Regions from separate parts of the Sus scrofa genome. Here region 1 is linked to region 2. The links are chromatin contacts, called in public HiChIP or PLAC-seq maps. All regions are on one chromosome and are shown on one strand. Each heading gives the region's core, a stretch centred on a gene start, on an enhancer-like site or on the middle of the called end of the contact. The rest is flanking DNA. Distances are from core to core; before and after follow the strand shown.

What was found. HiChIP or PLAC-seq counts read pairs in DNA pulled down with a chosen protein or histone mark.
Region 1: an H3K27ac HiChIP or PLAC-seq map of alveolar macrophages shows a contact between it and region 2. The contact joins the enhancer-like site here to the promoter of DIXDC1 in region 2. A contact is called at or near these places in 1 of 5 promoter capture datasets (liver), 11 of 47 Hi-C or Micro-C datasets (brain, embryonic fibroblasts, epiblast stem cells and 5 more) and 2 of 2 datasets of contacts at active chromatin or transcription factors (alveolar macrophages and skeletal muscle).

What each region holds. Positions count from the first base shown.
Region 1 is chr9:39,700,104-39,703,964 of Sscrofa11.1, reverse strand. It overlaps DIXDC1 (dixin), which reads right to left. Exons shown (of 23, transcript XM_003129869.5): 6 at 3,294-3,406; 7 at 1,740-1,888. Among named protein-coding and RNA genes, the nearest start is that of DIXDC1, 36 kb to the right of the region's middle. Within about 2 kb of position 2,039, at least 19 of the 83 cell types and tissues checked have an H3K27ac peak or open chromatin away from gene starts, as enhancers often do. A contact at or near this core is called in alveolar macrophages, brain and liver, where this site is marked.
Region 2 is chr9:39,664,288-39,668,770 of Sscrofa11.1, reverse strand. DIXDC1 (dixin) reads right to left here and starts at 2,317. Exons shown (of 23, transcript XM_003129869.5): 1 at 1,969-2,317. The coding sequence starts at 2,028.

The DNA of each region.
Region 1 (3,861 bases), core at 790-3,289, 35 kb before region 2:
TCTGGCATTGCTGTGGCTGTGGTGTAGGCCGGTGGCTACAGCTCCAACTCGATCCCTAGCCTGGGAACCTCCATAGGCCGCGGGTATGGCCCTAAAAAGACAAAAAAAAAAATTAATTAAAAAAAAAACAATCAATCGAATTTGGTTATCCCATGGATTTCTGTGGAACAAGGTAAAAAAATGTAAGAAGCCACAAGGCCACAGGGAGCTACACTACAGAAATACCGACTATGAGGGCAAAGTGTTCACCAGGCTCTAATAAAGGCCACTAACAAGGAGGAAACCCTGGACATGGCTCAGAATGCAATTTGTTCACCACTGAAAGAGTTAAGAAATCCAGTGGATGCTGTGAGCCCCATTGTATTCTGTAATGGAACTGAATTCTCATTGTGATCATGTGGCTGTGAACTCAAACCCCTCTGTTTGCAGGGAATATCAGGATGCTGACTTTCTGCCTGTTGATTCTCTTCTTTTTCTGTCTCATCTGCCACTGGATTTCTCCCAGGTTGAAAACATGCAAACCAAACGGAAAACCAAACTGAAGGAGATCTAGTTCATATAATGATAATCCTGGGAAAAACCTGGTTGAGTGTAATCCCAATGTTCTCCGGGCTTTAATCCTTCCTATTAAAGGACAGCGCGCACACACACACACACACACACACACACACACACACACACACAAAACCATTCCATTAGTTAAACCATTCCTTAATGGAGTGACAGCAAAGGGAACTAAAAGTCAGACATTTAAAAATACAGAGCCAATGGGGGAAGATCAACAATTCTGCTTGGGAATGTTTGGACAGTAAACATCCCTCCAACCCCTTTAGTTCCTTCGGCATACATTATGCAAATGGTTTAACCAAAGCACCAATCCCCCTTTTTTTTTCTTTAGGAGCCCTTTGTGTCCCCACCCTGTTGCTGCTGGCTAGGAGCATGCCCTTCACCGCCTGCCGGCTGCCAGAGCCACTCACATAATGTGGGCTTTGTTTACGTGTCCATAAATATTTGACAATTCAGAAGCAGTGCAGTTCCCAGCACAAACAGAAAGAAATACTCCTAGGCAATTTCAGGGTCATCGGAACACTACAAGGGCTCCCCCAAACAGGACAGATACACAAAGACAGAGGACTGGGGGGTCATTCAGGGTAGGGACTAAGTCAAGTGGGTCAGTTGGCCTCTGGGGGGAGATTTGCTGGCACCAAAGGTATAGGAAAAACTGAAGGGCCTTGTTGCTCAAGGCAAACCTCTTCTACCTGATCCTTATGCCTCGGCTTTCACTTATAAAAGCAGTAAGAGTGAGCTAAATCCCTTAGCTAGACACAGGCGAGACCCATAGCACTAGTGGCCTTTACAGCCTTTCTGCTTCTGGTGAATTTCTAGGAGAAAATCCTGACTCTTCACAATGTCATTCCCCAGTGAAAACTGCCATTGCAGGTCCTTGGCTGCAGACAGTGGAGAAACCCACCTACGAAGCAGAAAGCCAGAGTCCAGGTTCGGTCAGGGTCGATATGGCCCCCAGGCTTACAGAACTCCTAACAGCTGTGCTGTAAACAAGAGTCCATGAAGTCGACCTGCGCCTACTCACATGGAAGGACTTTGCTTCTCATACTCTACCACCTCTATCTAAACTCCCCATTCCAATGTCATAAACTGAGACTGTTTTCTTTCAACTGCTCCTAGTGACTTAAAAACAATAACCAATTGGTACACCCAAGACAAACTACAAAAGCTACCTGTAATCCCGATATCATTTTCTTGGCTTCCTCCATTTCTTTTTCCAAATGTTCTTGTTGTTCCAATAGCTGTTCCTCCCATGAAGTCTCCAGATAGGTCCCGGGGCTGCCTGGTCGCCAGTCCCGGGATAACGGTGAATCTATCTCTTCTGCAAGAGGAAAGGAGGGAGTACAGCTCATGTTGAAGAAAACTGAGTTTCTGGCAAAAAGCATTCACAGTCCGCTGCCTTCACAGGTTCAGGTCACCTGCTTTCTGAACGGGCCCTCACTGCACAAACTGGACTCGTCACCAGGTGGCGTTTTGAGACAGAAAGAACTGGCCCTTAACTCGGACCCCAGGCAGCAAGGCTTACTCCTCCGGGCAGATCTATCCTCTTTAGAACCTTAGGCAAGCAGTAAGACTCCCTTCCTGGGAATCTTGCTATGGGCCAGATTTTACTCTTAAGTCTCTAGAACTGGCCTACCCAGAGCTTGATCCTGCAGCTACAAAGGCGGAAGCTGTCAGAAACAAAGAAAATAAAATTCCCGTTGGTTGCTCTGGAGCTTGAGAGGGGAGACCTCAAGTCAAATTCCTTTGACTATTTTGTGGTCACGACTGAAGCCCGTTCACACATAACACTGTGTGAGCCACAAGGGAAACAAACCAGTAAAAGCACACTTGTACAAATTGTTTTCACCTCTCTCTCTCTTTCTGGTTTTATTTTCCTATCTTTACAGTCTCTTTGCTCTGATTTCATTCATAAGGATGAATATAAGTCTAATCCCTCTGGGTTGTTGTGCGATTAAATGAGGTAACCTCTGTGCAGGGCCCGGTGGTGCCTGGCAAGCACTCAGTAAATGCCCCCTCCTCCCTCCCCAGGGTACCAGGAGTTTCTGACTCAGTAACAAACTGACTTTTTGGTACTAATGCCAGGGCTAGATGGGGAGTGGAAACAGGAAGAACCGAATTCCAGTTTTCCTTCTGGGGGCTTCAGTTTCATTATATCCCTTATAGGCAAATAAAACTCTAAATCATGTGCTTTGCTTCTTCCATGCTTTCCTCTGTGTTTATATAAGAAAAAGGAGACCAGTTGAGACGAAGGAAGAAGTCTAAACAAAGGGAACTCTTTGTGGTCCTTTCTGTTGCCCTTATACCAAACATGATGCAGACCTGCTTTCTCCTGGATGTTCTAGCTTCTACTATATATTCATGGCCCCAATTTAAGCTAGGAAAGCACTGAAATTATTTGTATAACACAGACATAATGAAAACTGTTTACTTGAGTTGGCTTCTGGCCATTCCAAAGTCATCTCCTAATTCACAGGCGGCATCTGGGGAACAGCCTGTCTATGCTGCTTCCGGACACTGTCCGCTAGAATATCAGAAGGGACCATCCGTGAGAAGATACTACAGTCACTGGCTCCAAAGCATTACCGCCCTCGAGAGTGGACCCTGCATGCTCAGACTATGAGGGGAGAAGGTCAGGGAGCTTACATGTAGACAGTCAGGACCCCCACACTCATCTAGCTGAGGGCTGTTCCTTAAGCCAACAGAGGCAGGCTGAGCAACAGTACCTGTTCTGTTCTCTATTCCTTCAGAGGGAATGATCACGAAATCTGCCTTCTCCTCCGACTGGGTTATAATGGATTCACTCTTCGCACTGTGGATAGGACTGGGGGAAGTCAGGCTACGACCAAAGAAAAAAGAAGAGAAACAATTTATTGATAAGAGTTGTCTAGAAACCGACATTCCTAATTTATCCCAGAGACTTCTTATTAATCTAACTCCTATTGTCTAAGATCGTGCCTGGCCCATGGCAAGAACAAATATTTGTTGAATGAATGATGAACTTGTTAAATGAATGAACCACCCAGTCCCAGATGTCTTTTCCACAAAGAGGCTGCCTTTAAGCCTAATGCATGGAGAGAGTTATCAGAAGGATGGATAATCCAGCGTTTTAAAGAGCTCCAAGTTTTTATTACTTCCACCACCACCACCTCTTCCACCTTCATCCCGGGACCCAAGTTCAGAGACTGATGTAGTATGTGTTTTAGTAGCTTTGGAGGCCAGAAAGAAAATCTATTTCCAATACAGTGATCTTTCACAGACACGTGCAATACCAGCAGAATAATCATGGCAGAT
Region 2 (4,483 bases), core at 1,068-3,567:
TCTATTACTACCACAAAAAGAAAACTCTCCCAATTCTCCTTTTCCCTTATGTTTTATAAGAATTGGACATCAGGGGACATTTATGGAAGCACCAAAGCCTGGAAAAGACAGCCAAGCCTCTTGGTCTCCCTGGCTCTTCAGCTGAAAGGTTCAGAGATGAAATGAGCAGAAGGCAAAGACTAGGACTGACTCTGTGCTGGTTTCCTCCTCCCTTTAAGACCATGGATCCTGATCCCTGGGGGCTGACTTACAAAGAAGGGAGGACATAAGAAGGCCCAAGGAGCTTCTGTGAGGCTTGAGACAGGGGAGGCCCCAAGGCAGAGGGTGAGAATAGGGAACCAGGAATACTAGAAGCACTCAAGGAGTGGCTTCCTGGCTGGTCTGTTTCAACTCTCAGACTGTGGCTCTTTGTTAACAATTCCCTTCCACGTGATCAAAGGGGAATGATGCAAAGACGGGGAGACCCGCACTGCAGACGGGACACAAGCTCTGCCCTTCAGTGAAGGCTATGACACCCCTCAGCCAAAGGAAAACTCTGACTCAGTTAGTGAGGTGGGGATAGCATTTGCGCCGTTTTCCTCTGTGTCAAGAACAAGGCCGGGGCACCGGGGCCAGGACTGGGGAAGGATCTGAGGCAGGTCAGGCTGCAGAGCTTCTTAATTAAAAACAGCTATTAAGGAAAGAGCCTGCTGTGCAGATGTAGAAAGAAAATCTTATACACAAATTCATGAGAATGGCTACCTCTGGGGAAAAGGCCAGGATGGCAGGGGCGGCCAAAGCACTCAGTCTTGCCTGTGAGGTTCATCATCATGAAGAGAATGGATTCATATGTTAACTGTTTAATTAAAAACTGACTTTAAAAAATATTACACGTTTAGAATGGATAGGCAATGAGGTCCTGCTATATAGCACAGGGAACTATATCCAATCATTTGTGATAGAACATGATGGAAGATATAGGAGATAAAGGATGTATATATGTATAACTGGGTCAATATGCTGTACAGCAGAAATTGGCACAACATTGTAAATCAACTATAATAAAAAAAATCTTTAAAAAACGCCATAAAGGGAAGAGAGGGAGAGGTGGAAAGAAAAAGAGGGAGAAAGGAAGAAAGACAACCAACCATCTACCTCTCCTTGTAAGGGATGCTGGGATAAGGCAACCCACCGGGTGGGGCTCAGAAGCCATGGAGGACATCGGAGCCAACCACAAGGGACAAAGGTCTTAAACCCAAATGGTCTGGGTCACTAGAAAAGAAAACTGGATAAACACCAGAATTCTGAGAGAAAAGCAAGTGAAGAGAAAAAGACTGTCCGCCAGCCCTAGCCCACACTGCCTGTCCGACTGAGGCCCTAGGTCCCCCCTCTCACACCGAAAGGGGCAAACCCCAGCTCCCCTGAATCAGGCCCAGAAACCTCTCTCTCCTCTTAGGTCCCTCTGCCAAGCAGGCTGGTGGTTGGGGGGAATGCACTGCCCTGGATTTAGAAAGTGATGTGAACACGAAGTGGGCACTTCCTGCGGACCACCTACTCCTCCTGCCCTTGCTCAAACTTTCTACCAATGCATGCCACCTCCTTTGGCTCACCCACTTACTCCTCAAACAGAAGGAGCACCTCTGCCATATAGTCATGGGCTTCCCTGGGGATGTCCTGCGGGCAAAGCCCAGAGAGGGATGAGACCACTTCTTCTGGAAGGAGATGACCTCAGAATTCGTGGTCCTGTCTTCTGGGCACAGGCAAGCTACCAGGGAACGTCATTGCCCAGCTTGGCTGGAAGCAGTCGGCCCTTTTGATCCCTCCGGGTTCACCAGGCTCCTCTGTACTGTACCCACCCCCACCTTAGCTTGGGGTTCTGCAGGGGGTTGTTCTGGGTCCGGTAAGGATGCAGGCGGAGGAGGACCCCTTCCAGAGATGAGGCTGGAGGCGTTAAGGCAGGGGGAGCTGGGGAGTGGGAGGAGCAGTTACCTCATTGAAGCCCTCCTGCAGAACGTCCAGTAAGTTCCCCCGGGTCAAACAGGCTAGCATTGTTCCTGCCGGCCCCCCGGGCGGGGTCTCCGGGCCGGCGGCCGCCGCCTCCTCCTCCCCGTGCACACAAAGACTCCCGGCTCAGCTCATTGGGATGTCTCCGGAGTCCCGCATGCCACTTACTGGAAACCCAGACCCGGGCCAAACTAGCGGCCTCCACTGGGCATGCTCGCACCGGGGATCTGCAGGAGGGGCCCCGCGCTGTCGCGGTTCCTATAGAAACTGCTGGGCGCGCACCAGGCGGAGGGGCGCTGGCTGGGGGCCCCCTGCCCGGCGTGCGTCAGGGAGAGCCCCGCGCCGCGCGCACACACGCACACGCACACGCTCACACACCGGGCCGGGGGTCGGGCGTGGGGAGCGGCGGCGTATGTGCCTGCGCTGCAGACACACACATACAGCAGGGCTGCTGGAGCGTGCGCGCCCCCCCGCCCCCCGCCCCAATACACACGGACGCACAGGGGGTATGGCTGCGTGTGGATGCCCTACACACACACACACACACACACACACACACACACACTCTTTCTCTCTCTCTCTCTCTCCTCTCTCTCTCTCTCTCTCTATCTCTTTCTCTGATGGCTAAAGAACTCAAGCTCCCCACCACAAGGCAAGGTGGCTGGGAAGGGGAGTGAATCATAGATTTTTACTCCCAGACTAGCTTTTTAACCCCCAGCAACCTTTTCCCATATGGGGCCTGGACAGTGAGGTTAGGCTAAAGAAGGGGTATCAAGAAGGGACAGACACAAAGAGAGGGTAGAGCGCTTTAGTTATTGATGTTATTGGGGTACATTTAATAAAGTGGTGCTAAACCAATCACAGGATCAAAATAGGGACATCAAGGGTAAACCAAGGATGAAGAAGTCTTTACCAAAAAAGTTTCTTTCTTTTGAAAATAAGCGCTAAAATGTGAAACCATATTTTAAATGAGTTTTAACTTAATTAAATGGGTTTTAATGAAAATAATTGTACAATGTCCTGGTGCACTGGAAAGGGTTAGGTAAGAGCTTCCTCAAACAAACAGAGAGCTCTTCCCCTTTGTTTCTGGTTATTCCAGTCACAGTCTTGATTATTTATTTTTAAAAATACTAGTCATCTGTGTCCTTGGTGCACACTCTTGTTTCTATAGGAAAACTGGAAGCTGAAAGAACACCCATATTATGTTACACCTCGTGATCCCAGATGGGAGGGAAGGGTTTACTGGGTGTTAAGGCTCAGAGAAGGTCAGGCCTTGCCCAAGGACACAGCTGGTTAGTGAGAGACTGTTTGAGAAGTTAGGACTCTATTTTTTCTTTCTTCTTTTTTGCTTTTTAGGGCTGCACCTGTGGCATATAGAAGTTCCCAGGCCAGGGGTCCAATCAGAGCTGCAGTTGCCAGCCTACACCACAGCCACGGCAATGCAGGATCCAAGTCGTATCTGTGACCTACACTGCAGCTCACAGCAACACCAGATCCTTAACCCACTGAGCGAGGCCAGGGATCAAACCCACATCCTCATGGGTACTAGTTAGATTTGTTTCCACTGCTCCACAACAGGAACTCCAGAAGTTAGGACTCTACAGGAGTGATTTTCCAAAGGCACAGATTCCCTCCTCAAATCCCCATTAGTACCTTAGCGAGAAAAGTCAGTAATGGCTTTTATTCAACCTAACCTCATCCTCGGGTCACTAGAGAAGAACGTCCTTACTTAGAACGGCCAGAACTGGCTACATCTTGCCTGAATGTCTAAAGCTGCTAAACACAAAGATGCTTCTGAGAAAAGACACACCTCCCTCTGACCACAGCAAGCAGGAAACAGAAGTCAGCCAAGGTGTTAAATGGCTGTTGCTGGTTGAATGCTGTGGGTTCAATTCTGGCTAAGGCTGGGGAAAAGCCATGACACTGGATCAAACTGAACCTAAACAGCCCACAAGTCAGAAGACCACTGTCCTTCATCATCTAGCTTGGAAATTTGGTTGCTAAGAACTCCCCTCACCACCACCCTAGTCCATGGTGTAATGGACTCATGGTATAAGTGACTCAACACTCAGTTGAGTCACTAACCCATGTTAATGCAACAAGGCCCTTTTAAAGAGAAGTATAAAACTTCCAAGAGCATAAAATTGCATGCAACACATCTACATACATGGTGTGCAAAACCAGAACACCTAATTGGTGGATCCCTGGAGAGAGGGTTCTGACTGGTTGATAGCCAGTCATGCTTTGGACACAGCAAAAAATATTGAGACATGAGAGGAAGTTCCTGCTGACAGTTATCTAGGCCAAGAGATCACTGTTTCTTAAACAAGCTATTTATCAAAGTAGGACCTGTGAGCTCAAGTTTCTTGGGAAAAGACTTATTAAAGCACTGAATTCAAAGCTCCAAAAAAAAAGATTTCATCTGTAGTTCCCACTGTGGTGCAACAGGAATGGTGGCATCTCTGTGGGTTTGATCTCCAGTCCAGCAGAGTGGGCTAAA